2 separate regions of the Oncorhynchus mykiss genome follow, and region 2 is linked to region 1. A link is a contact called in public Hi-C data. All regions are on one chromosome and are shown on one strand. Each heading gives the region's core, a stretch centred on a gene start, on an enhancer-like site or on the middle of the called end of the contact. The rest is flanking DNA. Distances are from core to core; before and after follow the strand shown.

Region 1 (5,617 bases), core at 807-3,306:
TGCAAGAGGAAGGCATTGATGCTATGGACTGGCCCGCCCGTTCCCCAGACCTGAATCCAATTGAGCACATCTGGGACATCATGTCTCGCTCCATCCACCACCACAGACTGTCCAGGAGTTGGCGGATGCTTTAGACCAGGTCTGGGAGGAGATCCCTCAGGAGACCATCCGCCACCTCATCAGGAGCATGCCCAGGCGTTGTAGAGAGGTCATACAGGCACGTGGAGGCCACACACACTACTGAGCCTCATTTTGACTTGTTTTAAGGACATTACATCAAAGTTGGATCAGCCTGTAGTGTGGTTTTCCACTTTAATTTTGAGTGTGACTCCAAATCCAGACCTCCATGGGTTGATAAATTTGATTTCCATTGATAATTTGTGTGATTTTGTTGTCAGCACATTCAACTATGTAAAGAAAAAAGTATTTAATAAGAATATTTCATTCAGATCTAGGATGTGTTATTTTAGTGTTCCCTTTATTTTTATGAGCAGTGTACATACTTTAGTCTTTTCAGGGCACCGACATGCTTTTGAGAGTTAATTTAGCAGTAACTGAATCATTCAAGGAAACATAGTAAATGTACATTTTATCAACAAAACAGGTTCAAAGGTTAATCATACTGAAGTGAACCCATATAAGCCACATCAGTCACATGTTGAATAACTCTTCAATATATTGTTCTCTTCCCTCAAACTACATAACAGTGCAGTTCTCTCTATCAATGTTAGAGATGAATGTAATTGGTATGAAACAGGCTCATCACTTCTTTGACTAGCTATCATGTTGGCAGCGACACTGCAGTCTTCGCAACTATCCATATTAGAATGATTAGGGGGAGAAGCTGCCCCATTAGGTAGGATACTGGGGGTGACCAAACGTTTTATGGGCAACACCCATGTAACTGGAATACATGTCAAAGGAGTTCAATGTCCCTGGTGAGGAATATTTCGATAGGTGCAGATTATTTTCTCACTAACCAAATAACGTGGAACAGATTTTTGCTGCAGTAACATGGTAGCTAGATATAGTCACAAAAATAATTTGGACGATAAACCGCTTGGGCAAGCCGGGTGATGTAGCCAGGGGCCTGGCTGTCAGAGGGCAAGCCAGACAGAACATGACAAAGACCGTACCTGGAATAAGCCCCCCCACGTCTGTTCAATGGGTGAGTCGTTTTTTGTTATATTTGGGAGAAGAAAAATGCTTGATTTCCTCAAGTCTACTATTGTTTAACTATTTGACTTGCGCAATCTCATTGCAAACTGGGAACAATGCTGGTCAAGCAGCTTGAGGAGTCACTCAGACCCAGCCATAAATAAACACTCGAGCTTTAAAACCAAGTTAAACGAAATGTGTAAGTGCATTGTTTCATGCTGGTAGCCATCAGATCCATAAAAGCATCGAGAGAAAAATAGTACAGGTGGTTACTTGCGTTATACCCTCCTGTCTCCACCTTTTTGGGGGGATAGCTAACGTTAGCTAGCTTGCTAGTCTATGTGTGAACTAAGAGGGTGTGATGACTCCCTTTTCAAAAATAAAACAATAACTGATCAATCAAGCCCCTGTTAGAGACAGTGTTATGATAACAAGTCCTAGACAAAGATACGCAAATTATCCCCTATGCCTGGCGGACATTTCTACACGTCTTGCCTATTGTTTACCGTCTGTAGTACTATGGTAAAGGTGCATGCCAGGCTTAGCTGGCTAGCAGCTTACACAATGCTAAGGTAACCGAGCACCTTCATCGAATTCGTGCTAAATTTTGGCAAGCGTGTTATCAACACAAGAACAAAGAAGAGAGCAACATGGTTTATACCAATAGCAAACTTACCCAAAGCTCCGTTCCCCAAGTCATTGTGGACTCCCCTGGTTGCTAAACCCCCAGATTGTCAGTGTATTCCCAGCTCAAAACTCGCCAATGTTGCGTTTCCAATCGTCTGCTGTCGTCTGTGGTATACACTCCTTGCTCACATCCTGAGGAGCTGTCTAAATTCAGCTCTAGCGAAGGAAGTTGGGATCTAGGATTCAGAGAACCGGGAGGTTCAGGTTCGCCAATAAAATGTTAAATGTATGCATGCTATTCCTTATTATTTAGTCATCAACAAAATAGTTATATAACTTTAATTCAACACATAAAATAATTAAATTAGCTATACTAGAACTATGCTGATGACATGATCCTCTGCACAGTATTTTTTAAATTCCAAAAATTTGGTGGGAAGAGCAAGACTTTCTGAATAAATTGTATCATCAATTCATTAATTTTGTTGAAATATTCATATTAGCTGCTATCGACCACAATCACTTTGATGATTTTGTTAGAATAATTTGGCCTCAAAAGTTATCCACAATAAGTAATTAACCTTTCATTTATTTAACTCTTACTGTTGAATATAATGAATTTATAAATATACATTTAGTGGGCAATGTCAGGGGACTAATGTCACCTTTTTTATGATTTGCACCGACGGCTATAAACTCTGCGATTGAAAAACAAGCTTAATCTGTTTTATTGATTAGTAAATGGCGCCATTTAGTGGTATGTATGGAGTATAGGCCAATCAGATAGGCGCATTAAGGGATCCTTTTTGTTTCTGTCAAGACGTTAATCGTGTAACACCTATACGCGGGGTTATTTTGAAACACGTCTAATATATTTTACGCAGCTAAATAGTCATGTAAAGTTGCCTAAGTAGCTACTTTTCTGCACACAGTCCAAATTATTTGTGATATTGCTGATATTATGTCTGTCTACTGTAAATATCAGTAGTTGGTTTTATATTCACACTTTCGGACATTCAACAGACATTCACAGAACAGCGCAAACTGGCTCTAACCAGAATAGAAAGAAGAGTGGGAGGCCCCGGGGCACAACTGAGCAAGAGGACAAGTACATTAGAGTGTCTTGTTTGAGAAACAGAGGCCTCACAAGTCCTCAACTGGCAGCTTCATTGAATAGTACCCGCAAAATAACAGTCTCAATGTCAACAGTGAAGAGTCGACTCCGGGATGCTGGCCTTCTAGGCAGAGTTCCTCTGTCCAGTGTCTGTGTTCAATTGCACCTCTAAATCTTTTATTTTTATTGGCCAGTTTGAGATATGGCTTTTTCTTTGCAACTCTGCCTAGAAGGCCAGCATCTCGGAGTCGCCTCTTCACTGTTGATGTTGAGACTGGTGTTTTGCGGGTAATATTTAATGAAGCTGCCAGGTGAGGACTTGTGAAGTGTCTGTTTCTCAAACGAGACACTCTAATGTACTTGTCCTCTTGCTCAGTTGTGCACCGTGGCCTCCCACTCCTCTTTCTATTCTGGTTAGGGCCAGTTTGTGCTGTCTGTGAAGGGAGTAGCACACAGCGTTGTACGAGATCTTCAGTTTCTTGGCAATTTCTTGCATAGAATAGCCTTCATTTCTCAGAACAAGAATAGACTGACGAGTTTCAGAAGAAAGTTATTTGTTTCTGGCCATTTTGAGCCTGTAATCGAACCCACAAATGCCGATGCTCTAGGTTCTCAACTAGTCCAGTTTTATAGCTTTTTTAATCAGGACAACAGTTCTCAGCTATGCTAACATAATTGCAAAAGGGTTTTCTAATGATCTATTAGCCTTTTAAAATGATCAACTTGGATTAGCTAACACAATGTGCCATTGGAACACAGTAGTGATGGTTGCTGATAATGGGCCTCTGTACGCCTATGTAGATATTCCATTAGAAAACAGCCATTTCCAGCTACAATAGTCATTTACAACATTAACAGTGTCTACTCTGTATTTCTGATCAATTTGATGTTATTTTAATGGACCAAAAAAATTGCTTTTCTTTCAAAAACAAGGACATTTCTAAGTGACCCCAAACTTTCGAACAGTGGTGTACGTACAGTATATAGGGTATATATATATATTTCCATGGGTATTGAAAGATACCAGAGGGTGGATAACAAAAAAAGCATTAATATAAGAAGTAGATGGTACATGTTTGGTTTTTGGGCTAAATGCATACACTATGATTTGCCTCTGAACTGTATATGAACCCCTCTGTATTCTACTGGCACTAACCATTAAAAACTTGGATTTGAACCAGGCTGTCCCTATGCTATTTGCTCTCTTTCTCATTTAAACTGCTAGCACAAAGCCTACGTGAAAATCATGAAAAAATATATAAACTGGCCCAAATCTGCTCTACATAATTCAGCAGGGAGGTGTGCAACAACCACACATTATACCCATTATTTATTATTATTCACCGTTATTTAACTAGGCAAGTCAGTTAAGAACAAATTCTTATTTTCAATGACGGCTTAGGAACAGTGGGTTAACTGCCTGTTTAGGGGCAGAACGACAGATTTGTACCTTGTCAGCTCGGGGATTTGAACTTGCAACCTTCCGGTTACTAGTCCAACGCTCTAATTATACCAGTGTAGAAACTATGCCACCTACATAGGTATTACCAAATCCCTTTCAATTCACATTCCTTACAGAAATAACTATTTCCAAACCTTTTAAAACATTCAGAAAGACAGTGGTCTTAGAGTGGTATTTATACTTTAAAATACATGTTTTATGTGAATGAATATGGATGAAAGAATTCTGCCAGTGTTTTAATGTCTTACTTTCATATTTTTGTCTTTACCTTCAACTCTATATATCCAAGTGAGCCTACCCATTGATCAAACGTATAACAGACAGACAATGCTCAAAGGAGTTGTTTGTGATGTCTACACTCAGTTGCCACTTTATTAGGTTCACCACCATATTCACGAAAATAAATTGCTCCTACATACACCAAGTCCAGTGGTCTTGACCTTCTAGACACTAAAGCATGCAGAGAAGTATTCAGGTTTTATGTTACCGTTTGTTTGAACTTTAGAGTGTGCAAAATGACAGCACAGTCTGTGATGGTCTTTTGTAACTCAGGAAAATTACAAAACAGTTTTTTTAATCATTCCAACACTCAGCTTGCAGTGACTGAAATTAAACTCCAACTGGACTTAAAAACTTGAACAGTCTATCTCCTTTCCCAGTTTCATCAACTGTTTTTAATTCACACTGTTCCAGATGCAAAGGGGGTTGTACCTAATAAAGTGATCCCTGACCACTGTATCTATAGACTTTCCAGAATTTTTTCGGGGTATACCCGTATTAAACATTTGGCTGTAAGTGTTGAACCTCAGGAAAAAAGCCTGAAAAAGGAAATACTGATACCGGAAAATACATTTTGGGAGGTATAATGTACTTTGATGTAGGTTTGATGTACCTACTGTAGTTGTTGTAATTCATGTGCCATAATCCCACATGGTGATCTCATGGAACCTTTCTGTTTTTCTGTTTTAGCCATTAGGGGAGGTGTTATTTGTATTCTGCATTAGGCTAACAGGAAATACAGAAAAAAGGAGGGAAATTCTCAGACTTACAGTAGATTACAACAAGGTTGACTAGGTGTTTTTGAGTCTCCAATAGGTCATGTAAAGCAGAAAGACGATCTTTGGGGGACCCTTTGCTAGAGGGTGTGGGAAGGGGGCAGAGCACAGACAGTGAGAGAACAATGTAGTATGCAACTGTGAGGGACAGATTTTGTCTTTGAAGCACAACCTTTAAAATGATGGGTTCCAGAAAGCGTC
Region 2 (5,617 bases), core at 1,897-4,396, 68 kb before region 1:
TACATGAACTAAAAACAACAAATCACTTTTGAAATATTAAATAAAATAATCAGGCCTAAGGGGTGATGAGTCCCCTTGCCATAGAGCATGGCTATGGATACGTCGTCCTACAGACACACATGGCTTAATTCATTGATACTGAGCTCCTAGAGGGTCACGACAATAGCAGGACTGTAGAGTGTTTGTTTGTCCGTGAGCTCACACAGTGAACAAAGAGGACTTGCTGTTCGGACCAGCATTCCCCAGAGGAAGAGGGCTTATAATATGAGTCCATGCAGGTGGTCAGATCAGATGTAGGTGACTGCACCTTTGCTGTTCTTCTCCATGGCGATCTCCACGTAGGACGTGGGCACATAGCCCTCCTCTCCGCTCTGCTTCCTGGCTCGCGTCCAGCCGTCGCCCTTGTCCTCCTCGATGATGTACAGCACGTCGTCCTCCTTCATCAACAGTGTTCCCTCATTCTGACCTGGGGGTCAACAGCACAACACAGACCAGAGACATTCTGTTAGCGCACAGAGAAAGAACCACAACACAGACCAGAGACATTCTGTTAGCGCACAGAGAAAGAACCACAACACAGACCAGAGACATTCTGTTAGTGCACAAATAACCACCTTACAGGAATATCACATCACATCATTAACATGCCATATTCACATTCATGCAAATGCTAAAAACTGCTCCAGTGTTTGAGTCAATATCCAGTGTTTGAGTCAAGTTGAAATGCCCAACCCACCACACACAGTGTCACCACACAGTAAGACAGTGAAATGCACAGAGCGCACCACTGGCTCGGCTGTACTATACCATCAAAGGAGTAGAGCGCTTTGCAGTGGCCAAGGACTGGGAGGGGGTCGTCGTTGTCAAATTCATCATCAAACTCGTCTGGCTGGTGGGCCTGTCGGGGGTCTGGCTGATGGGCCTGTCGGGGGTCTGGCTGGTGAGGGGGGCTGCGGTGCTCCTGGCTGGGGTCATCTGTGTAACTGCCCTCAGGGCTGAGGAGAGGAAGAGGAGAAGAAGAGGGTGGGGCGAAGAGATGGATGAGAGAGTCAGTGCCATCTCAGCCACTCAAGCTGTAGGATTCTGCTCCAGGCAGACTGTGACCGAGCGTTCCGAGTCATTTTCCTTTAGAAAAACTATTACGACTCCACCCATGTTAAGCTTTCAAAGACACAAAGAACAAGGTGTGTCATTCTATTTATATACAGACATCTGGTAAACCTGTTAGATTGGATTTGTTCAATTTACGCTATGGCCCAGGGGAACATGTTACTTTCACTACAATAACTCTCCTATGTTACTACTATTAATACTTCTTCTAGTCTACAATCTATTACTACCACATAAACAACGTGTTTCTGTGCCCTCTGACCTCTCTCTGCCATGGGGTGTGTGATGGTTGACGTCGGCACTGGGTCTTCGATCTCCTCTGGTGCTCACCTTCCCCTCCACCTCTGACAGCCAGCTCTGTGTGTGTGAGGGAGACAGAGAGAGAGACAAAGAGAGAGACAAAGAGAGCGAGAGAAAAGGACATTAAGAGGTAGACAGTCATAACATTCATATTGCTGTTAATACCCCCACGATGGATACACTCATTCTTATCCTGGATATGCCATTGTTCAACCAGTCTTTCAATATAGTGTGATAGATGTAACCCTCGGACTCTCAAAGAACTCCTATCCTGTTCTACTCAGTGTTCTGTTGACAAAGGGAAGCCGTGCATTTAGTCATCCCCCAGAGGGGGCTAACTCGGCACAGGAAACCGTCGCCCAGTCACTATTTCTCCAGATGTACTGTGATGCCTTTCTTCCGCTCTCCTTCACCCATTCCTTCCTTCAGGGCTCTTGGCTGGGGAGGCTTACCTCATTCTTGTGGATCTCGGAGCGTAGTTTCTCCATGTTGCACATGGTCTCAGAGATCTTGGGCTGGAGGCTCTGTGGGTCGCCCATCTGAGGGTTCTTCTCATACACATCCTTCATCTTGTTCAGTGCATCTCTTCACAAACATACACGCAGTCACAATGTCATAGTAACATAAACTATTTAACAAATGACACTGACATGCCAATGAAACACTAATGAAATGTGGACAGTATAAGAGAGACACAGATCAGTGTTAAAGTAAGTCTTCCCATGGCCTACCTTTGGTCCACCTCTTTCTGTAGTTCTTTGCTGAGCTCGTCGATCCGAGCCTGCAGCCTCTTGCGTCTCTGTTCGGGAGGCAGATGGCTGAAGTCCTCCAGTGACGGAGCCTGAAATCGCATCAGGACACTATCCAGTTACAATGACACAGTCACTCGTGGTCTCTAGAGACCTTCTCACAGCAAGAACCTACGAGAACTATACTAGTAGAGACCGGAGAACGAATAGGTTGGAGAGCCTCACTCTAGAACGGCTCGTGACACTAGACCTGTCCTATAGAACTCCACAAGGTGAGACACGTACAGCTAACTACGGCAGACCAGACCTCACCTTCACTGACCACTGGGCAGGTTTGGGTTACAATAGAAGAAAAAGCAAAAGATGGAACGGTTATCAAAACATGTAGGTTGTCACGGTAACTACGAGCACAGCATCACAAGGGTGTGACTATGGAAGGAGAGTCAAGAGGTTGTCGGGGGTTACCCACAGCTGTCAAGAACAAAGATGGACAGAATCTGATGAGCCCTATTAGTGTGTCAATCTGGGTGAAGTTATACTTATGTAATCTGTTATTATATTTCAATCATTTAACTTATTGAATCTTAACACTACATAGAATGTGGGGTATCATGTATTGGAAAGGCTATCCTCCAAGGAGAATACATTGTTCAAGATATCCTTTTAATTCCACTAAAAACAAGTTGACATCTTAAAAGCCCTCTTTAGATGATGCGATGCCATTTGAAGCAGGAAGAAGGTTGTTTCCAGGAAGTCCGTCTCCATACTGCAGACAACCATGAGTCACCTCATACATTAAGGAAATCAAACTAGGTCCTTCAGCCAGAAACCAAATGGGACACACAGGGGTGACACACAATCAATGGTCTGGCACAGTAATACCACTGTGTGACATTCATTTGACTGTTTAGCCGGCATACAGTATATTGGCTGGCTCATGATGAGGTCCAGTTGACCTTCATGTCATTTCGACATACCACCGTAACCTCTCCTTATCCAAATACCACCTACAGCTACAGTATCACTTCCTACACGTCACACAACACGCTCTACAATGGCACTACTGTGATTTCAACCCACATTCCTAACTAGAGAATAACTAACTGGATCAAAACCAGAGAGACAGAAGAGAGGGGGGTGAGAAGGGAGAGGGAGAGAAAAAGAGAACGAAATAAGGAGAGAAAAAGAGACTTAAATCACTGCAAACCCAAACACACTGACATGCTCTTCATCTTACCCCTCGTTTAAGACCCCTGAAAGAGGCTATCCTGGGTTTGACCGTTCTCAGTTCAGACAGACAGAAAGCTATGGGGTCACTAGCAAATTTAGGAGCCTGACAGTGGCTGGCGGTAGCCAGGTCGGGGCGGTGGGGAGCAGGGGGAGGAGAGGAGGGGGGAGACTGGGACGACAAAAAAGGCGTGATCAACCTGAAAACTTTTAGAACTAGGAACATAATTGTAACGATGGAACATAAAGTCATGGTGTAGTGAGACAGAGGTAAAACAATTAAAAATGTGGTTATCCAACACATTGTCCCATAAAACAAATCTCAACAGGAGAAACACCAGTTAAGGAAGATCATGCAATATGAAATCTGAGAGACCTTCGGGTGAGACACCATAAGAAACCATAAGACAAGAGCAGGCAAATCAAAGTCAATATGAGCACCAACAACCCTTGTATTAGACAAGTCATTTGAAAATGGTTAGCTACTCTCACACAAACCTACAAAAAGTTATAGATTAACAGACGGTATTGCCTTTGGTAGGTCAAAGTGTAGTGATTTATGTAATGAGATAGAAAATGCTAGATTCAGGTGACTGTTATAAAAAGACAGCTACCGTAAGGTATAAACCTACCAGTGGACTCTGTTACAAGAAAAGAACAGACAAAAATCAGTGAGTGGGCACACACACACACACACACACATACACACATACATACATACATACAAGTTGTTCACTATTGAAACAACGAGTAAAGGTCTTGATAGCAGGTGATGATGAATCTCTCACCTTGGGCTTTTTCCCAAAGAGCCACAGTTTGTTCTTGGCCGCCTTGCTAATCGAGTGTTTGGGGTCTGGCTTGACCACCCCCTCGTTCTTGGGGGTGCTGATGGTGTTGTCTGAGCCCGTCCGGGAAAGGTTCTGACTGTAGTCCTCAAATGGGAAGTCCCCTGGAGGCTCAAAGCCTGACTTAAATGACTCCACTACAATCGCTGAGTCCTGACAGAGAGACAAAAAAAAGACAGTGTGAGACTAAGATATAGTGAAGAACAAACATTACAGACTGACATTTCTTTAAAATGATGTTTTCTGGGACACCATGACCTGAGTGCAGAGTACAGCTCAGCCCCGGGTGGAAACCAATGTGCAGCATGCGCTGTGTGCATAAAGAACAATCAAAGGAAAACATGGCCCACTGAGTGGGAGCAGCTCTGCTCAGCTGGCTGGATGTAGAACCAGCCAGGCTGTATGTAGGCCCGTGGGTGGGAAGGAGAGAGGAGGCTCTGCCTGCCGGGGCCAGCCAGCAACACAAACACTGGAGGAGACAGAGGCTGGAGACTAGGCAGAGGCTGACTGATACACCACAGCTAGCATGCTAGCAGATGCCCATAGACTTCTAGTCATTGCGCTAGTTGGCATTGGCTCGCGAAACTACCTCTAACCTCCTTTATACTGGACACAGAGACATAAAAACGTAGTAGACAAAGTAGACAAAGGGCCTCATTGGAAAAATCCTAAAGTATCCATATAACACTAGAACCGCATGGCCTTTCAGCATCCGCTAGAGAACGTTGCCGGGCGTTCCTATAGCATACGCATCAGATGCATATGCGCGAACACAAGCTCCAAAGTTTGATAAACAGTGCATAAACAACTGTAAATGATAAATTGCATGAAGAAATATTAGTGGAAATATATCCATGTAAAAACATAACAATAGTTATTATTGGGCTCTTGAGTGGCGCAGCAGTCTAAAACGGCAGAGGTTTCCCTACAGACCCTGGTTCAATTCCAGGCTGTATCATTCAGTTAGGCCTAATTGAAATTCAATTGTGAAGTAAAGTGCACAATTATCGCCCATTCATCCATGACATTCATTCAGTGAGGAGACGCACACATTAGCGCCTGGCTGGGTACCAACGTCCTACAGCACAAGTTGGTGAAAATGTTCAATACTTTTAAAACATTTGTGAGTTCAAACTTCTGAAAAATGAGCAATGTAAAAATATAAATATTTAAGGAAAAGTCAAGGAAAGAGCAAGAAGTTGCATTTTGTTTTGGCAGATTTTTTATTTATTTACAAAATCAAAACGTCAGTGGCCGTTGACCTATGGCGGTTCCAGTGTTTAGAGAGCCATTGCCTCACCGCTGGCCTGGCTGGTGGGTGGATGACTAACTACTGATCCTGCTCCACCCATGAGCTGCCTCCGCTCTGTGCTAGAGTCACCATGC

The links. Hi-C and Micro-C count contacts between places; a contact is called where the count stands out from the background.
Region 2: a contact with region 1 is called in a Hi-C map of liver, with 7 times the contacts expected there. The contact joins the enhancer-like site here to the promoter of LOC110521552 in region 1. A contact is called at or near these places in 3 of 3 Hi-C or Micro-C datasets (blood and liver).

What each region holds. Positions count from the first base shown.
Region 1 is chr30:21,935,522-21,941,138 of USDA_OmykA_1.1, reverse strand. LOC110521552 (formin-binding protein 1-like) reads right to left here and starts at 2,056. Exons shown (of 16, transcript XM_021599169.2): 1 at 1,835-2,056. The coding sequence starts at 1,858.
Region 2 is chr30:22,004,715-22,010,331 of USDA_OmykA_1.1, reverse strand. LOC110521552 (formin-binding protein 1-like) reads right to left here. Exons shown (of 16, transcript XM_021599169.2): 9 at 4,175-4,384; 10 at 3,397-3,558; 11 at 2,472-2,483; 12 at 2,142-2,251; 13 at 1,863-1,995; 14 at 1,373-1,467; 15 at 808-995; 16 at 1-466. The coding sequence ends at 288. Among protein-coding and RNA genes, the nearest start is that of LOC110521552, 68 kb to the right of the region's middle. Within about 2 kb of position 3,146, at least 1 of the 11 cell types and tissues checked has an H3K27ac peak or open chromatin away from gene starts, as enhancers often do. A contact at or near this core is called in liver, where this site is marked.